Regions from separate parts of the Rattus norvegicus genome. Here all the other regions are linked to region 2. A link is a contact called in public Hi-C data. All regions are on one chromosome and are shown on one strand. Each heading gives the region's core, a stretch centred on a gene start, on an enhancer-like site or on the middle of the called end of the contact. The rest is flanking DNA. Distances are from core to core; before and after follow the strand shown. Region 1 overlaps Ets1 (ETS proto-oncogene 1, transcription factor). Region 2 has its middle 230 kb from the start of Ets1. Region 3 holds the start of Ets1 (ETS proto-oncogene 1, transcription factor). Region 4 overlaps Ets1 (ETS proto-oncogene 1, transcription factor).

Region 1 (4,405 bases), core at 1,092-3,591, 180 kb before region 2:
TCAGATAGTAATATTGTTAATTTCCCACCAAAGCCATATGCGGAAGCTTCTGCTTTTCTCATTTTTATAAGTGTGGGGTTGATTTTGAGGGGGAGGGAAATGTCTAGACTAAAGCCACAGGGCGCATAAGAGGCTTCCCAAGGTTTTGCACGTTGTCTAGCTAACAATTAGGAAAACATCCAACATGGTGAGCAGCAGATAAAAAGGAATGGCCTGCTATGCAAACAATGTGTGTGGGAGTATCTCCAAAGACATGGAAGGAATAGGGGGAGGCAGAGAAGCCTCCACGACATGCTGTGAGCCTGGACCCAAGGAGGTTTGGGTAGGACGTTCCTCTGTTCTGTCTGCGTCTCAGCCTCTGAAATAGTTCAGCCAAGCTGGGCCACAGTTGCCTAGTGGAAGCAGGACTGTATTACAGCTCTGTCCCCGACTGTAAGTCCCCAGCAGTCCTGGCCTTGATAGGGACATGGCGGAGGAGGCCTTTAATGTCCCCTGTAGCAGGACACCTGAGCAGCAGTTAGTGTGACAGCCACATTGGACCCGGCACACAAAAGTGGCATCTTAAACTAGCATGGCTTCCCTGCCTGCCCAGTGGAAGACACTACTCAGGATCATGTGTGTCCATGGTCCCAGTGGCCCACCATAGGCCTTCGGGGGTTCTGTGCATAATGTTGGGTGTAATGAACCCAACGGTGTGACTCACATCTCCCTGGTGATAAAGAGAGTGAAAGTTCTCCTAGGATGACTGAATTCGAAAGTTTAGACCGAGAGGAGGGTTGTACCCGAGGTATTTAAGAGGTGGCAGGACACAGCTCTGTGGAGGAGTTTGACATTCAGACAGAGTGGAGCAGTTTCTTGTGAAGGCCTCTCCAGCCTCCTCCTCTGGCCCCAGTTCCTCAAAGGCGTAGGCAGGACACTTTCAGCTTTTTGCATTACGGTGAACCAAGAAGGTTTTTTTTTTTTTTTTTCCTATAGCCCCATGCTGTTGCTAATATTCATGTTCCACCCCAATCTAGTTATAATCCCCGACATGAAAGATGCTCATAAACTAGTTGTTGGCTGCGTGCCTGTCAGAGTCAGTACAGACTGATGCACACGATATGTCCTCCCGACCGGCAATGCTTTTCATCCCTAAAATGCAGAGGACCCTCTCCCCCAAAACTAACTCCTCCCAGAGCTGGACTGCCAGAGTTACTTATAGCGTCTGGAGTCTTGGGTCCATACTCTTACTAATCAGTCAACTCATCCTCTCTCCTGCTTGCCTGGCTGTCAGAGCAATGTGTTTCCTTTAAGGTATCTACATAGGTTGGGGAAAAACAAGAGGACATTGGTTTATAACACAGTTCGTACTCCTTAACCCTGACCTCGGCTGAGCTATCTCTGGTGACTTCTTAAAAGGTTTGTTCCCTAGAAAACACCAGGAGGAAAAGGCTGTAAAGAAACCCACTTCCTGACTCGAGGCTCACTCATCAGCGCAAACTCTTGTGCATGTTAAGCTGAACTGCACATCTATGGTGGGCTGAGAGGAAAGAGGCTTCATCTAAACTTTACATTATAAATGGAGGCAGCCCCTTTAAGAGAATGGGGCGGTCTTCTTCTGCCTGGGGCTACCCACCCCCACTTGTGGACACTTGAATGCACGCAGGTGTGCAGAGCCTCGGCAGAAACAAAGGTCTTTGCTCACACATGAAAACTGTGTAACTGTCGTCTCCAATCCAAGCCACACTAGCCCACCGAGTCTCAGTAAACACAGTGCCAGGTGGGGCACCCCGGGTGGCCACTTGCTGCTCACTTGACCTAGTGGCCAGCTTGCCTGGTGGCTAGGCAAAGCACCCCACTTCTCAGTACTCATAGACCATGTAGAGCCACGATTGTGCAAACACCGGGGACGGTAGCGGGGTTGTGGGGAGGGCTTGGCCAGAACATTAATGATTAGAGAAAACCTACCATGTGGGAAAGAGGATCTAAGTCTGTCTGTGACCCAATTTTCCCTAAGCCAGGAGGGTTCCTAATGTGTTCACTTGCAAAGTCGTTCACTTTGCTACCTCTTACGGTGCGTACCCACTCTTAATTAGAGGATGGGTTTCATTCTCATTCTGAACTTTAACAGAATCGTCAGTGGTTATTCTGTTAAGATATTTTAAAAATTATCATAGATGTCATTGAATTTTTTTTTAAAAATCTCCAACTTTATACTTTTCTGAAGGTTGCCACATGAAAGGTCAATTTCATTCTTGGAAGCGTTACTAAATTTTATCTAGGGAATTCGCAGGCATTTCTTTGAGAATTCTGTTTTGACAAACGCCTCTTCTGCATGACTCCAGTGTTTTTCCCAGTCTGCACGGCTCTGACATTCATTCTTCACGTTCCCTTGCTCTTGCTTATGTCTGCCGTGTTTCTCTAGGACATATCTGTAAATTAAAGAGAAGTAGAATTATTATTCCATTTTAGGAATAGGAAAACAAAGCCCAGGGAGTTTGACTTGCATTGTATTTCAATTTGAACCAGGAAAAAATTAAAAATCAAAGTTCTGTAGGGGTCACCATCTATGCATGCAGGCTTTATGTGTATATATGTGTGCATGCATTCGTGTGTGTGTGTGTGTGTGTGTGTGTGTGTGTGTGTGTGTGTGTGACTTTGTAGGTTTCTATATTATTTTCCACCACTGTGGTTAGCAAGTATAGCTTTAATAGTTTCATTAGTAGAGCTTATATTTCATTCACTACGCTTGATTTGGAGTCTTCCACACAGGACCATATTCATAGAGTATAGGGTAGCAGGGACTTACTAAGCCAAGGCATTGTGGGAAGGCTGTAGAGCGCACCATATTTGGGCCATGTTAGTGGTGAGGTGGGATACCATAGTGGCACCAGAAAGCCCTAACTCAGAAGAAGCAGGACGTGACAGCTCTAGGCATAGAACTGAGGTGAATATCAGACGGTCTTTGCTCTTTCTTTTCTAAGTTCTTTCCAGGCCTTAAGGGTCAAGCTACAGAGCAGTATCATCCTCGAACAGGCCCTGCTGCAGCTTCGGGCTGAGTCTGATACACAGCCAGAAACTGTTGGGTGATTTCTGTTTAATTATCCCTCAACGCCATGACTTCATGGAAACAGTAAGGTTCTGGGGTTGTTTGTAAATGACTTAGAAGGGTGAACTAAGACTCGGGAATCACCTACCCCATCTCAGAGACAGGTGCTCCCCCGGGTATAAAATGGCAGGCTATGCTGAGCAGACGGGTCATTTCCGGACTCCGGTGTTCTGTTTTTGCTGTCACCGTTGGCTGTGGGCAGAGACACCTGGCTAGAAGGGAGGGGCAAGCCAGGCTTATTCGCTGTTTCAGGGCCACCTGCCAGATGTGTCTCAGGGCAGAGTCAGCCCCGTTGCAAGGGTGACCAACCATGAGAGTTTCATAGGTTAAAATAAATACGCCATCCTATCCACACTGAGGTATTCAATTTGAATTTGAGAGTAGAACTGTAGGACTTCAGTTTCTTAGAGCAGCATGAACCCCCTAAGGACAAGAGGTGTGGCTGCTTTATTTGAGGAGCATGTTGGTGAAGCATAGCCTGGGTGTCATCCATATTTTGGTCCCAAAGATAATTTAATAGAGAGAGGCCTTTTGGCACCTTTCAAACCTGTATGCTTCCTCCCCCGACCTGCCCTGGAGGATAATGGTTTTGGCAAACGCATCCATTAAATGTTGAGGTATCGTGCCTGGCACCACAGATATGATAAGGCATTTGATAAAACACACAGTGTTAGAATTGTTAGCCGGGAGATGTGTGCCGATCAGGTGTTGTCTAGGCTTCAGGAATGAGAACAGAGACTTTCCCGGGGGAAGCATATATTCCAATCATGAGACTGATGGGCCTTGAGCAAACCATCAAGTCTTGGTGCTAGGAACCACAGTGAACGTGGCTGGGGGAATGGGCAGATGGCTCAGCTGGCAATGTGCTTGCGTCCCAAATATGGGGAATGGAGTTTGGTCCTCAGATCTCTGCACCTACCTAAAAAGCATGGCATGTTGGTGAACTTCTGAAAACTCAGTCCTGGGAGGGAAAGGACGGGAAGACTCCTGGAGCTCTCTGGCCAGCCAGTGCACAGGTGGGTGGCTTCTCTCAGACACCTGAGGTCATCTCCTTTCCTCTGCATATGCTACCCCCTCCACACCCCCCACACCCCCAGAGAGGTTTCTAGAGGGGTAGTTTAGAAAGAAGCCATAGTGAAAATATGAACAGTCTGCCAGGACAACAGCTGTCTAATGGTGACTCCATCTGTATGAACTCATGTCTTGTGTTAGCCTCTTACCAGGGCCTGGGTGAAAGATGTAAACTGTGTTTGAAGTGTAAATGCAGATGGGGTAGAAGAGCATGATGTTTAATACTCTGCTGCATGCCAGCTTTGA
Region 2 (5,037 bases), core at 1,324-3,823:
AGTATTAGTTGACATGCCCAGGCTCACAAAGCAGGGAGCCCTCATTTACAATGGAGTTGCCATCTTGCTGATTTCCTGTATTCAGTGGTTAGACTTCATACTGGAAAGAACTTGGAGGGCCTTATACTGGTTTGTACTGTGGAGATGTAGGACAGATAGTCGGTGTTATGTACTTGTTTAGTGACACATGTAGAAAAAAAAGGGTAGGTAAGAAGCAATTGTGATTTTTTTAAAAACTTATTTTCTTCTTCAAAACTTGTACATAGATTGTGTGTGTGTGTGTGTGTGTGTGTGTGTGTGTGTGTGTAAACTCATGAACTTAACATTCATTTCTACCCCAGTGATGATCCTTCCTACACCATAGTTTACAGATGCATTTTCTATCGATTGACCTTCATACAATTTTGCCATGGCCTGCATGAACCATTTACCCTACATCTTTTTTTTTAAATAATCAAATCATATTGTTATTTCCTTCAGGTGTCTTACGTCCTTCAAACAGGTATACGGTCCCTGAAGATAGAAGCTTCCAAATGCTCTCATCCTGTGTTGGCAGAATTCCCGTTAGGTGTGCCAACTTTATGTAAGAGCCACACGGGAGAATCACATGGTCTAAAGTTCAGGTTCACTTCAGAGTTCTAACCAGGGATTTTCTTAAAGACATAGTAAGGGGAGAGTCCCAGATTACTTGCAAGTAAGTCAGGTATCATGGGCCTGATCTTTGCCTCAGACCTACATGATAATTGTCTCATTGTTAGGAACATGTTCAACTTTCTCCTTCTTACCCCTCCTTGTCTCTCTCTCTCTCCACAAAGGTGGAGACCAAAGTTACCGGAAGCCTCAATTGTCAGAGCTCAAAGCCCTCGCTCAACATTTGACATTTGGAAACGTGTCCCCCCCTCCCCTTCCTCTGCACCCTCATCTTGTTTGCATGGGTGCCAGCCTTAGAGATAACCATATCAGGCAGAAAAAATGAAATGTGTTTCCTTCTAAAGTGTCTTCCTCCTACACGGTACAGCTAGGCACCCCAGGCTTGTCTGCATATAACTTAGGCTTCTCTCTTTTGACTTTTAGGCCAGCAGATAGAACATTTCACATTTTTTTTCTAGAAAGAGACAGAAATCATGGAACTTTTAAACCAGAAAAAAAAACCTAGCAGATTATTTCCCCCGAAAGTCTTGTTTGATGGTGGTGGTGGTGGTGGTGGTGGTGGTGGTGGTGGTGGTGGTGGTGGTGGTGATTGTGATTGGAGAAGTTTGATCCTTGGTTTGCAGTCAGTTACATATGAACTGAGCTGGTATCGAACCTCAGCAGTTTTATAATGTCAAGACTGATATTCCTATCAGAAAGGCTCGGTCGGGATGCATTCACTTTAGCAAGAATTCTGAAAGTTCAGACAGTGGACTTTCCCAGAACCTTTACAGACCAAAGAAAGTCTCTCATGAATTCATCGGGGAAATAGACCAGCCCTGTCCTGTAGTGTCTTTCTTGGGAGGATGGCTGGAGACTGGAATAGCTCTGGGCCTGACCTGGAGTCTGTTTCAGGCAGGTAGTTGAACTCCTTCAGCTTTGTGTGACCGCTGTGTACCCAAGACTTAAATGCTGAAGCCTGACACACACATGCTCCTAGAGGCCTCCTCAAGACATTGAAGGACGCTAAATTTAACTCTTTAACATCCGCCAAATCTGGTAACAGAAGAAAACGGGAGGCAAGGCTGGGTCTCTGCTTTGTACGGTTTGGAGACATCCAAAATAAGAATGCCCAAAGTATTCCCCACCCCATACACACCCCAAAGGGCCAGAACACTAGAGGAGTTCTCTACTTTTGGCCTTTGGGGGATTTTTAGGGCAAATCCAAACAAAACCAAAAGGGCTCCAAACTTAGTGGTACTATTCTCCTAGGAATTGGAAATGTGACCAGAGACAAAACCAGAAGAGAGAAAATGGGTGGAATCCCCAACCTGGCTTTGTCTCCTCCCATCTTGGACCGTATCTGGAATTCTCTCTAACGCCCATGCCACTCTCGAAACACTGAGTGGTTGGAAGACCAGCAGAGGTGCGTAAAAACCTCCTTCATGTGCCACTGTATCATTTAGAGGTGACACTCACCGGGGTCCTGTGCAGCACCATTGTGCTCTGTGTGGTTTGTGTGTGGTGGGGAAGTCAGGTCTAGGAGCTGCATGGCGTTCACCTCGGGGCTCCAAGCTCACAGCCAACATTTTGCTTCCTCAAGGGCCAGTGAGAATAGCCTGTTTGAACCCCAAAGGCACACTCTCAATCTAGGGCACGACCCCTTTTGGTGCTCTTGGCTACAGTTCTTGTCCTACCCCCAGCCTGCAGGGTTCTGCTGAAGCAGAACCGTGCACTTCCGGACCCCACACTCTACTTGCGTGCTTCCCAGCCCACTAGAGAGATTTTTCAGAAAACTATTTTTAGAAATAGTAACCTCAGAGTAAGAAAGGCACGGCACTCCAGATTGGGCGTTTTTCTGGGCCAAGCAAGCTAAGGAGCAGTTGTTTAAAGAGAAAGGTGTAACAGCAGCCCTTGCTGTTCAGCTGGGGGATCGTCTGCAGATTCCTGGGTTTGACTCCCTCTAGCGTCTCGATTAGGAAGACAAGTCTAAAGCCAGGCTTAGGAGACTTGTGGGGAACTGGGACACAAAGTATTTTTCTTTGTTTTGTTCCTAGTTCCTCCTCTGCTCTCCATTCTCTCTTTTGTGACAGACTTCCCAGCACGAGAAGAAAATGAAGATTAAATATTAAATTTACGAATAGCAGAGCGATTTATTTGCATCTTTTTTCTTATTCCTGGAAGGATCAGTGATTAAGCAGAAGTTTATCTCAAGAATGAGGCTATAATGTAACTTCTGGATATCTCTGTTTACATAAAGTCTATTCCCTGAAGAGAATCTGCATGCGCGCTGTTAGGGAACACTGTGTACTGTGCACCTCGTCACAGAATTAGGGTCAGCCGTACTGCTGCTTTTGGAGAGGACAGATTAAGAGGAGGGGCTTGTGGGTGCAGTGGCAAGGCAGCATGAGACTTCATAAATGTAAGGGACACAGGCACATAGGACTAGAAGCACAAAGCAGTGTGTCTGTCTTTGAAAGTTGGAATCATTGGTTGTTTTATCGTATTTCCCTATGAATTTGATGAGCCTTCTTCACGAAGGAAACAGAAGAAAAAACTAAATGAACTTTTCTAGGTCTCTGAATGTGAGGATTCTAAAACTGAGTGCCGTGCGATTTCCCGATGGAAAGGAAGCTCTAATTGAAGGAATCTTCATTGGCCAGGAGAGCTCAGTCCTCCAGTTGGAACGTTTATCAGCGTGGAAAAGAGGTGGCAGACAATTATCTGGTTAGGTTATAGATGGCTGGATTTCTCCTATAACCTGGCTGTGGCTTACTAACGTCTGAGCTACAGAGTAAACCCAAGTGACTGTGGGTGACAGGACGGGAAACGTGTGCAGTGCACACTTAAGACATGCTCGTACCTCCCGGCCTGTTTTGAGTCAGACTTTGTGAATTATAGAACAGCAGCCATTCATTCAACAGAAAGCATTCCATTCACAAACACTGCAGCTAAGCTCACAATGGTTCATTATGAGTTCTTTTGCTGAAGGGCTACTTGCCTTTCCAGGGCAACAGCCTCTTCTTTGACTGCCTTTCTCTCAGCTCCCATTTACCATTTTCACATCATTCTCTTTAGAACTTATCTGATGTCTAGCAGCCCCTGGTGGGCAGACTGGAATGCTCCCACCACCCTTAACATACTCACACTGAGCCTGTAAACATCAAACGATGATTTAATCCACTAAGGTAGATTTTCCAGAATGTATCGGTTTCTTTGCCTTTGCTACCATGGAAAACAAAGGCATGGGTGTTGGGCTCAGAAGATGGCGCAGTGTATAAAGTGCCTGTCTTACATATTCAGGATCCATGCTCAGTCTCCAGACCCAAGAAAAACAGAACAAACAAACAAACAAACAAACAAACAAAAAACAAGTGCATGCTGTGTTCGATTGAAGACCCTGAACAGTGGTTTTGAAGATCGTTTTAAGTGTGAAGAAAGCCTGTGAGGCTTTAAGACTCTAGATGTCAGGTTGCAGTATTGGTGGCAAATGCCTTCCTTGTTCAATATACAGGAGGCTCTCATAGGTGAGGGCAGGGCAGGGCATTAGTTGAGGAGGAGACAAAATTATTGAGCTGAAATGGCAAGGAACTGAATTGTTTTTTTTTCTTTCTTTTCTGTCTTTTTTAAAAAAAGTTGTCATCGGTTCTTTGTGAGTTTCCCATCATGCACCCCAGTTCTGCTCATCTCCTGTCCCCTCATAACCCCACCTTTCACCCTGTAACCTTCCCCCAAATAAAAAAACAAACAAACACATCATCATGGAAGCTGTATTCATGTCAGTGTGTCCCACACTGTATCCCTCTGTCCACGCGTCTTCATTTGCAAACGTTCATTTCAACGAGTCATTGGTCGGGCTTGAGACTTCTGGTTTCGGTGACACCATCAATATTGGATCCTCATCGGGGCTCTACCCAGTTATCATGTTGTTGCCTTGTGTCTTGGAGAGGCTGTAGCTTTGGATCAGCAGGACTGGCCATTTCATGCATCCCAGTCATTTGCAGATGATATAGAGCCAGTGTCGAGCCTTGTGTCTGGGCCTAGGAGGTAGCTGAGCTGGTCAGCCTGTCTTAACTCTCCCATATGCACATCTCCAGGGTGAGTTCTCCAGCACCACTCCAGGTAGACCATCCAAAGTCATCCACAGCAGGAGGTAGGTAGGGCCAGCTCTCTTGACTACCTAGGGAAGGGAGAAGCAATGGGTTTGAGGGCATTCCCCCAACCAACACACACACACACACACACACACACACACACACACACACACACACACACACCACTTCACGTCTGATGAGTGGGAGGACCAACTTTCCCATGCTTTCCCGCTTGGAGTCAGCTCATCAACACCCTTTCACTAGGGCCAGCTTTCTAGATTGCTGAAGCTGGTGATTGGGGCATTATCTCTGA
Region 3 (4,796 bases), core at 796-3,295, 230 kb before region 2:
GGTAAAAAACGTAGTAACGGTTTTTAAACTCTGCAAGAATGCCTGGGGGAAGTCCACTTGTGTTATAAAGAGAATGCAAATTCTACTTGTCAAACATTAACTAAGTGAGCGACAGACAGTCCTGATCGGAGGATTGGTGTCCTCAAAATGTATACATATCTTAATCGGATCTCTCTTAGTGCTTCTCATCCTACGGGGAGTTTCAACCAGATCCTGCTGCACACATGGGACCTCAGGTGTTTCGAATATTTGCCATCAGAATTGTCCCAATCACATCCTCTGATTTGGACATTAGAACATTTTGAGCTTCTGCACTCCAGGACACGGTTAGGAACAGGAAGACCAACATTTGATGGTCATCGTGGAAGCATGACAATGAACACGTTCACTCATTGCTGCCAGGGTAGAAAATGCTGGATTGTGGTGGGCTTCTTTTAGTGTCCCACATGCTTGCATGTCAATGGTCGTGGAACTAAGCACTAGTTTAGTGGAGAAAGAGGCCGAGGGGAGGGGGGTGAGGGAGGAGGAAATCTGAGGAAACCGCTTTTGCAAACAGTTGAAAACTCTCCAGCGTTTTCATGAGACTACAACATCAAAATGAAAATTCCCCAAAGAGACTGTTTAGTTTGTCCAATTCTACAGACATGATAGTCCAAAATTCTTTTCCTTGCTGCTTATTTGGGCGTGTGAACGTACAGTTCATTCATCAGCTGGTTCCTTAAGCTTTTCCCAGGCTCTGAAGTGTCTGTTCTTGTCATTTGGAGGTCAGCATTGTTTTCTCATACCTTGCAGAAACACAGCTGGACAGCAACAGTCTGTTCTTTCAAAAAACCAAACCAAAACAAAACAAGGATTATCACATACACATATTTTCCTCTGGTCACCCAAGAAGGGTGGAGATGGGAGATGTGACCAAGACCCAGAGATTGACACTCTATTGCTGTCCCCACCCCACCCGCCTGATTTGTTTTGGGAATCCCGTACACTGCTAAGGCTCCAAGGGGCAAAACATGCTTAGCTAAAAGTCAGCAGGTGTGAATAAGTTTACTGGAGCAGAAGTTACAGTTGCAGGCAAGTGGTAGCAGTTCAACACATGCTTAGAAATCAGGAAACAGTACTAAGAATAGCTTTCCCTGAGGTCTCTCAGGACGATTTATTACGTTGTCTTTTATTCAAAGGTAGATGTCAATACCTTGCTGGCTTCAGCTACACTTACGGTACCATGCCTTGGAAGATTTGTTCATTTATACCAACTATCTCGATGTATAATGGCTATCAGCGGCAAATTATCTATCGGTTATTCTCACTCATCTTGATATATATATATATATATATATATATATATATATATATATATATATATATATAAACAGAATAATTAAAACACAGTTACAAGTTCTGGATTCCCTTGGCTAATCCAGGAGCTTTGGAACTTTGAGTCTTTGGGATCTTCAATAGGCATGGTTCTGAGCTAGTGAAGCCGATTGAGGTTTCTGTTCAGCAATGCTGTCCTTGCCTTGCCCATCCATTCCACGGGTGGGATTCTGAGTCACGTCTAGGCTGGAATCCTCGCAGGACCCCCCCCGCTGTGGAAGCCCCCCCGCACGCGCCCCTCGTTGCGCACCCACGCCTCATGTCCTGTGTGTCAAGCTTTGTGAATGAATGATGTACACGCACTTGGAAAACTATGCTGCTACTGGAGCGGGGCCGCAGCGGGTGACCAAGCCTCTAAGAATGCGTGCAGAATCAGACGGACTTTCCCGAGACTCTGCACGCCAGCGACCCGCTCGCCAGCCATTCTCCGGAGCGGTGGGCCGAGGCTCTGGCCCGGCGCGCGCAGAGTAGCTGGAGCGGCGCCGCCCCGCCAGGCTCGCCCGCCCTTCCTTTCGCTTTTGGAACGCGGGTGATGATTGGCTGCAGGCGCTAGGCCCCGCCCCGCCGCCCCATCCCCGCCGCCCGGTCGAGTGGGCAGGGCAGGCGCTGGGATCCTGGGCCTGGGCTCGGTGAGGAACGCCCTAAAGCGGAGGCGAGCCTCACTGCGCCAGCGCCGGCCAGCCGAGAGAGTGAGCGAGCGCCCGGGACAGAGGAGCGAGCGGGCGAGGCGCGGGCGAGGCTGGGACCCAAGCGCGCTCTCTGCTCCGCCAAGTGCCAACTTCGCGCCGACTGGCTGGGCGCGCACCTTTCTGCCGGGCGATCAGCGGGAATTTGAGATTTTAGGGCTGCGCTCTGTCCCCTTCCCCTGAGTTCAAAATCCCTATTAAAAAGCAAAACAACAGTTACAGCAAACTTGCTCTCATCCCGCCGGCCCCCTCAACTCCGGCACCATGAAGGCGGCCGTCGATCTCAAGCCGACTCTCACCATCATCAAGACAGAAAAAGTGGATTTGGAGCTTTTCCCATCCCCGGGTGAGTGGCGACAGTGAGGCCCCCACCCCAGCTCCGTGTCCCCTCTGGCCTGCGCTGCTCTCTCAGGAGCCCGGGATGTCTAGACCAGGAGACTGTTGGTGGCCTGAGACCCTTGGGTTTTTTGGGGGTGGTGGTGGTGGTCTATTTATTTTTACAGCTGCGTTTTTTGTGACTAATGGGAAAAAGCTTATAGAATTTCCAGTGCCCCAATTCCGGTGTTTCAATTTTCCCACATAAGCGAGAACCTTCTGGTAGTATTCCTTAATGTTAGCAAGGGGGCCTGACAGTGCCTCTCAGGTCACCCCCATGCCCCTCCCAACTGTGTCTCCCCAGTACTGGAGCTTGATGGGAGGGTCCTGTGGAGTGCTGAAAGGGTATTTGGCTAGCTGCCTGGCCTTCCAGCACTTGTATCCTGAGCTCCCCTGTCATAAGAACCTTAGAGTCTCACCCCTCTTTTCTAGGTTGAGGAGGAGGTAGTGGGAGGAGAAATAAAATGAATCTGTTTAAACTTTGGGAAAGTCTGATTCCTTCCCCGTTCAGTTTGGCTTCCCATACCAAAGGTCCTCGAAGAAGAAAAGCATCCACCAACCAGATGTGACTTAGTGTCTTTGGTTCATGGTTTCATTTAGCAGGCTTAAAGGATTTGAAGAGGAGAGGGAGAGAAAAGACATCGAATTTTGTCTTAGAAGGGAATTTTAGTGTTCCACAGATGGAGTCAACTCTTCAGGATTCCTGAAGCTAGCAGGGCGTCAGGGAGTGTGCCTACTTTTAGAAAGGAAACTGGTCTCAAGGAAAGGTGACTTGGGAGGTGAAAGGATGTAGAGAGATACAGGGAGAAGGGGATACGTTTTGGAAAATAATCAGCTGTCAAAGACACAGACCTCTGTTGGGTCTGATTAGCCGTAAGGGTTGCTGCTGTCCCTGATCCTTGCCTCTGCCAGGAAGAACTGCATATTTAACCTGTTCTTTATACTTTACATACAAGCCAAGATGAGGTGTTGACATTCTGATGTACTTCAAAGTGTTAATAGAGGCATTTGGGTCCCATCCCTTCCAGAGACTCTCCTGATATTCAAGGGCAGGATTGCTCTGTACAAAAACTGGGCTTGTCACAGTGTGGTGGCAGTCAGAGCCAGGCTGAGCTGGGGGTCTCTCCTAGCGCTGTGCAGACGTCTCAGGCACCCAGGGCTACAGATAGAAATGGTGCCGCGAAGGTTGTTTTGGGGTGTTCGAGGGAGCCAGGAGTTCTCTGTGTTACGATGGATTGAAACCACATACAGCAGAAGGGAAGGGCTAGCTCACAGGGAAGGGATATGAACTCAGCTAATAGGCCCTTTCCGTAAGAATGGCTTGTTTATACGCGCTGTGCATGTTTATGGGGAAGAGACAGATTTGGGATCTGGGAAACATCATGTGTATTCTGTCAGTTCACATACCTACAGTGGACCTTTCAGGCTGGCAGCGAGTGAGAGCGAGCCCCTGGCCGCACGTGTTTTAGATCACACCAAATAGCCGAAGCGTGTGTTTTGGTAATTTAATATCAAGTATGTGGGATTTGAAAGCATTTGATTCCATTACTTCAGTTATTGATGAAAAAAAAAAAAAAACGAACTGTGTCTGAGGAACTTCATTGAGCTGCTCCACCAGTAAGATAGAGCTAGGCAGGCCTCTGCTGCAGTCCATTTTCACTATTTGAAGTGACTTTACAGTGGCTTTAAAAAAAAAAAAGTCAAAAAGGTGTTCAAGGAATGCAAGTTGGAAGTGAACCTGGGGGCTACGTAGTGTATTCAAGATATAGTGAAATCCATTCTCAAAATTAAAAGGAGGAAAGTTTCCAAGCCACCGAACTTCATGGCAACAAAGCAACAAAATTTCATTTGGTCCAAGAAATTGTCTTCTGCCATTCAGGATGACACACACACACACACACACACACACACACACACACACACACACATATATATAATATAGTATTAATCTATATATAATATATATCATCTATATATATCTGATACTTTCTTAGACAAAATAAACAGCAACGATTTATTATTATAACTTTTTTAAAGCATTTTTTTCCTGGACTGTAGTTGCATTGATGCAAATATTGCACCCATACCCCAGATGATATGCTAGAGGCACACGGAAAAGTTAAAGACACTTAGGCAAAATTTTGCAAGGAGCCAGTGGCTGCAGGAAGATGAATCCGTTTCTGACTCGTCAGGGACATGCAGTGAGTGATACTGCAAGTTACCTTTGTTGGCTCAGCAAGGAAACTTCCATGGAGACTTAGAATTTTTTTCCGTGCAGAGATGGAGGAAACCCTAGCCAGGACTGGTATCTTTTGCTAACAGAAAGAAGGCTATTAAGTAGATGTCAAGTAGACCTTTACC
Region 4 (5,041 bases), core at 1,148-3,647, 190 kb before region 2:
CTCTTCCCTTCTTTGTGCGAGTTTTGTTTTTCATACGCTGCTTTGTTTTCCCTGACAGATATGGAATGCGCAGATGTCCCACTGTTAACTCCGAGCAGCAAAGAAATGATGTCCCAGGCACTGAAAGCTACCTTCAGTGGTTTCACAAAAGAGCAGCAGCGACTGGGAATCCCCAAAGGTATACTTTACATGGTAGGAAAAAGGAACGCCGAGACGGATGCTTAGGGAAGCTTCATTTGCTCTCCCCGTAGCTAGGCTGGGTAAGATCAGTCACAGTGGAATCTGTGATGGGCAGTTGCAGAAATCCACGAGACATGGGGACAGATGCTCCACTCCTTTGTCATCGCCAGTGGTCCTAGGACAGTGTCTCCCGACCTGTCTGTACACCAGCATCTCTGGATCTTTGAGAGCTTCTGGAGTAAGCCCCAGACCAATTCAAGTCATCCTAACGGTCACTGACAGCTTTATTTTGTAAACTCCTCTAACAATTCCAGGTCGTAGGCAAGTCTGGAGAACCTGACTTTAGAGTCAGTATGGGTGACCATGGATGAACCCAGGGAGCTGGGCTGCTTTATATTTAGACTCTGTTCTCTTCCATGTGCTTTGGCAAAGTGTGCTTGCACTTTGGGCGTTCCTATCTAAAAGGGTTTACTGAGTCCATGGAGTCTGGAGTTATCATAAAAAAGTGAACTATGAATTGTCAGCTTTCCCTAGGAACATTTGCTGGGCAGTCATGAGTAGGCAAGCTGTGTCTTGTCCTTATTTTGCTTTTCATTTTGCGTTGATGTTGTTGTTAAGAAAGTTGAAGGAAGGCTGTCTATAAATAACACCTCATCTAACTGGAAATGAAAGACTTCCAGCATGGCCAGACCGAAGAGCTGGTTACATTCTTAGAATACATCTTTGCATTTTTTCTTCTTCTTCTGTTTACAACTCTACTCCAAACCTGAGTGGACCACAACCCCAAGCATCCTTTGTGGACCAGAAGGCGAGCAAAATGACTTCTGAGCCCTGGGTGTTCCAGCACCTTGTGCAGTTACTTTTGGTCCAGGCATCACTTACGTGCACCGTTTTGGTGTCATTGACAGATACAGCTCTGTCAAACCTTAGGCCAGGTATGAGGATTTCATGATATCACTGCTACTCAAAGCTGGGCCTGTGGTCACAAATAATGACACTCGAATGGCTTGTCATTACTAATTGCTGGGATTATTGTAAAACCTAAGTGGCTAAGATAAGAATAATCGAGTATAAAATCCTCAAGTGTGTCGCAGAGCTGAGAGCAGACGGGGGCATGCAGAATTTGTGGAAAACACTTTACACTGTTATTATTGCCCTTAAAGAAGGCATATTCCCTTATCTGGGGGCTTTAAATTTTTTTTTTTAATGGGATAAGGGTGAGAGAGGAGATCAGTGGAAATCTTGGTCTTAAAAAAAAAAAGCAGGGAATTACTCTTGGCTGACTTTAGCTCCTCCTATCTGACAAAATAGGGCAAGTGGGGTGCTAGATATGGGGAAAGAAATCTGAGAGGTCCTGGACAAGATGCTGCTCCCTGGGTGTGAGAGTCACTAGCGTCCTCAGCCCTGTCCCATCTCTTCCTGCCTTCCCTCAGCCTGACCCACTGTATCCTCACTTGGCCTCTCTCTTCTCAGACCCCCGGCAGTGGACAGAAACCCATGTCCGGGATTGGGTGATGTGGGCTGTGAATGAGTTCAGCCTGAAGGGTGTGGACTTCCAGAAGTTCTGTATGAATGGAGCAGCACTGTGTGCCCTGGGTAAAGAATGCTTCCTCGAGCTGGCTCCAGACTTTGTGGGGGATATCCTGTGGGAGCATCTAGAGATCCTGCAGAAAGGTAAAATGTGTGGAAACAATGGGGTAGGGAAGTGGAGGGGGGCATTTCTCTAAAAGTAGGAGAAGAGCTGGCCGGATGGTGGGATGTTCTTGCTTTTGCCTGTAGGTGTTCAGCCATGGCATAGATGGTCTGTGGGGATGTGTTTGGTGCAAAGCAAGAGCTCAGTACATGCTGGCTCCTCTATGCCTTAGGAGTTCATATTTTAATTTTTAAGCAAGACTGTACTTTAGATTCCTGTATACACTCCATGTTATTTTTGTAGACCCATACATTATTTGAATAAACAGTGCCTGGACTTAAATAAATCTGGATTTAAGAAACAGGTGTTTTTATCTACTCCAGAAACTTTAACATATACTCCCTTGATCTATGACGTATCCTCTGGTAACAGGAGAATACAGCTTTTCCATGCTCATTAGCACGACAAATGTCTCTGCCAGTTGCTGGTTTGGCATTATGGCGGTGTAGAACACCTTTTACACTCCGAGCCAAAGCTAGGGTTATATCAGGACGTGGTGTTGCAACCTTTTAATGACACAGCCTCCTCTACTGGCCTCTTCTAACCTTTTTGGACCAAGTGACTCATGTCCCGTAGCACCGGCTGAGTATAGCAACAGCAGCGGGTGGCAAACTTGGGTGTTTCTGTGCTTATTTGTCTAAATTTCTTCTTAAAATAAATTGCAGTTACCAGCAGTCAGCAGTGCCCTACAGCTGACTGTAAGCCTAGAAGCCTGCTGCCCTCTGTAACCAGGCCCACCCTTTCCCTGTGGTCACCAGCCTCAAGCTCTAGGCACAGTCACTGGGGGTAGGGCACAGAGCTCATTCCTCGTAAGACCTTCCTTTGTTTAAGAGTATGCCTCAGTCTCAGGACTGAGGAGAGACCCAGGTCCCATTCCTCTGGGCACGTGAATGTGATGTGCGTTCCTTTGCCTCAGCTTCTCATTGAAAATGATCAGCGGATGAACACATTTAAGGACTTGGTGGGTCTCTCTGGGTGCTGCTACTCAGGACAGGACAACAGCTCTAGGAACTGTACTGGTGCTGACCCCACTAGGCACTGACTTGAGTGACCTGCTCGTAAGAGGAAAAGAAAGATGTGGTAGACTCCTCAAAGCGCTGGCTTGGTGCTGCCTTCTGAACACAACAGCAGGTTGCACCAGACCATGAAACCAAACATAGTCTGTCAATACAATGCTTCTCTGAACTCAGAATGAATTCCCACAGTGGGTGTACCAGGAGCTGGGGGTACTCTCAGTCTGTCACTGGCCATGGTCCATTCATATCCTTGATTCTGAAGGGCTGCCAAATAGATTTTCTTTCTCGGAATTACCCTCAATTAGTGATCAACACGTTAAACTTTACTTCTAAGTCTGTTTTAATTTCACTTCCCACCCAGTGTTCTTGCTGTGCTAATGTGCGTTCACAGGGAACTGCTACTAAGACAGGATTAGACTGTGGACTGCTTCTATGCAGGGGAGTACCGTCAGGGAACTGAAGTGCAGTACAGTGTAATTGAGTCCGTGTGAGGAGGCAATTCTGTCACCCCAGCCGGTGTCCCATCGCTTGAGGCAGTAAGACTGTCTTTCTGGGGATTCACCTTTCTGAGTGGATGATCAGGATGCTTGTAGGCAGAACAGCGTCCTTTCTGTGATCTCACTTGAGCAGCATGGCAGCCAGAGAACATAGCTGCTCGGGGTGGAGCTGTAGGCCAAAGGTGCAGGGGATGTTTTAATCTGATAAGCCACTCAAGCAGAGTTTAATCATTTTATCTCAACTGGGAACTTTTTTTTTCCTCTTTTTGAGTACAGGCATAAACTTGTTTTCCCATCAGCCTTTGCTCTCGGCAGGCTAGCAGATACCTGAGGAAAAACTGTATCAGCAGTCTCCCTTTACAATTGATCTTTGCAAAGCAATGCAGTCAGCAGCTCAGGCATTTGATTCTAGGGTAGCCAGAGTACTCTGAGCCCACCATGACAGTTCTGCTCCCCGCTACACTTTCTCTTTATTTCTTTCTGAGTCGCAAGGAAGTTGGCATCGAGGCAGTTTGGCTGTGTTGCTTCTCACGGTTCACTGAGCGGAGTCACCTTACCAGTGTCCTGCTTCTTGTCTGGGCCTGAACTTGAATTCCAAGAACAAAGAGAAAAGCAGATTAAAAAAAAAAAATCCAAATATCTGAAAAAGTGGAAGATACAAATACCTACTTGCCCAAAGACTGCAATGTGTTCTGAAATGGTTTTCAGTTGATCGGTTTAAATGCTAGGTTCTGATCATGGTCCTTGAGGCATCCCCAGACTGGAGCCTGAAGATTCAGTTCCCTGAAGGGAAACACCGAGATACCAAGGCTGAGGGCTGCTGGTTTTTCTCAACCCTCAGTGATTGCCCAATGGGTTTCCTCCCAAGATAAGTGGACTAGTCCCATTTCACAGCTATTGAAATGCTAAACTCAGCCATACTTTTCTGATGTCATCCTGAGATAAAGCTGTGTTCAGGCAACCAAGACACCAACTCCCGCTGTGGGCTTGCAGACTCCGTATAAAAGAAAATGTTGAGATTATCAGGGTCCTTGTGGGTAAGATCCGCGTAGGTCAGTTGTCACGTGCATGCTATCTTTATTTTATTCTCTGGTGTGTTTCTTACAGAGGATGTGAAACCGTATCAGGTTAATGGAGTCAACCCTACCTACCCAGAATCCCGTTACACCTCGGATTACTTCATTAGTAAGTGCTGTCTTCCACTCTCCTCTGTCTCTTGGCTCTTTATGGTTCGAGAACTTGGAAAGGCTCCCTGGCTTAGTTGATCTCAGATGCTTTATTAATAACCCCATAGAAAGTAATATTTTCTTAATTATGTTCTGCTTTTTGTTACTTATTTTATGACTTTTCACCAAGCACAAGCATTAAGCTCGTATGAGTGCTTATCAGTCTACAGAGTTCCTGCAACTGGGAGGGAATACACCCTGGCCAGATTATGATCTTATTTAATCCCAGTGTTCTAGTGACTGGGAGAGGGTTGGGTTACAGATTTGATTTTGACTTATATGCTTTCTTTACCTATTATTGACGAGGATAGGATTTGCTATGGAATCCTTCTGGATCCCACACATGCTCCATGCAGTGTCACATTCTATGGTAGAAAGCACTTTTTAAAAGTGCGTGACAGCTTAGCACCCTGTAGAGGTGTCCAGAGA

The links. Hi-C and Micro-C count contacts between places; a contact is called where the count stands out from the background.
Region 1: a Hi-C map of liver shows a contact between it and region 2, with 5 times the contacts expected there. The contact joins two enhancer-like sites. A contact is called at or near these places in 4 of 12 Hi-C or Micro-C datasets (Schwann cells, frontal cortex and liver).
Region 3: a Hi-C map of liver shows a contact between it and region 2, with 4 times the contacts expected there. The contact joins the promoter of Ets1 here to the enhancer-like site in region 2. A contact is called at or near these places in 6 of 12 Hi-C or Micro-C datasets (the A7r5 cell line, hepatocytes, kidney and 3 more) and 1 of 1 datasets of contacts at active chromatin or transcription factors (oligodendrocytes).
Region 4: a Hi-C map of liver shows a contact between it and region 2, with 4 times the contacts expected there. The contact joins two enhancer-like sites. A contact is called at or near these places in 2 of 12 Hi-C or Micro-C datasets (kidney and liver).

Annotation. Positions count from the first base shown.
Region 1 is chr8:39,412,655-39,417,059 of GRCr8, forward strand. All of the region lies in intron 6 of Ets1 (ETS proto-oncogene 1, transcription factor), which reads left to right. Among named protein-coding and RNA genes, the nearest start is that of Ets1, 51 kb to the left of the region's middle. Within about 2 kb of position 2,342, at least 6 of the 93 cell types and tissues checked have an H3K27ac peak or open chromatin away from gene starts, as enhancers often do. A contact at or near this core is called in liver, where this site is marked.
Region 2 is chr8:39,590,313-39,595,349 of GRCr8, forward strand. No RefSeq gene overlaps it. Among named protein-coding and RNA genes, the nearest start is that of Ets1, 230 kb to the left of the region's middle. Within about 2 kb of position 2,574, at least 29 of the 93 cell types and tissues checked have an H3K27ac peak or open chromatin away from gene starts, as enhancers often do. A contact at or near this core is called in the A7r5 cell line and liver, where this site is marked.
Region 3 is chr8:39,361,382-39,366,177 of GRCr8, forward strand. It overlaps Ets1 (ETS proto-oncogene 1, transcription factor), which reads left to right and starts at 2,046. Exons shown (of 8, transcript NM_012555.2): 1 at 2,046-2,406. The coding sequence starts at 2,325.
Region 4 is chr8:39,396,189-39,401,229 of GRCr8, forward strand. It overlaps Ets1 (ETS proto-oncogene 1, transcription factor), which reads left to right. Exons shown (of 8, transcript NM_012555.2): 2 at 59-178; 3 at 1,654-1,854; 4 at 4,494-4,571. Among named protein-coding and RNA genes, the nearest start is that of Ets1, 35 kb to the left of the region's middle. Within about 2 kb of position 2,398, at least 9 of the 93 cell types and tissues checked have an H3K27ac peak or open chromatin away from gene starts, as enhancers often do. A contact at or near this core is called in liver, where this site is marked.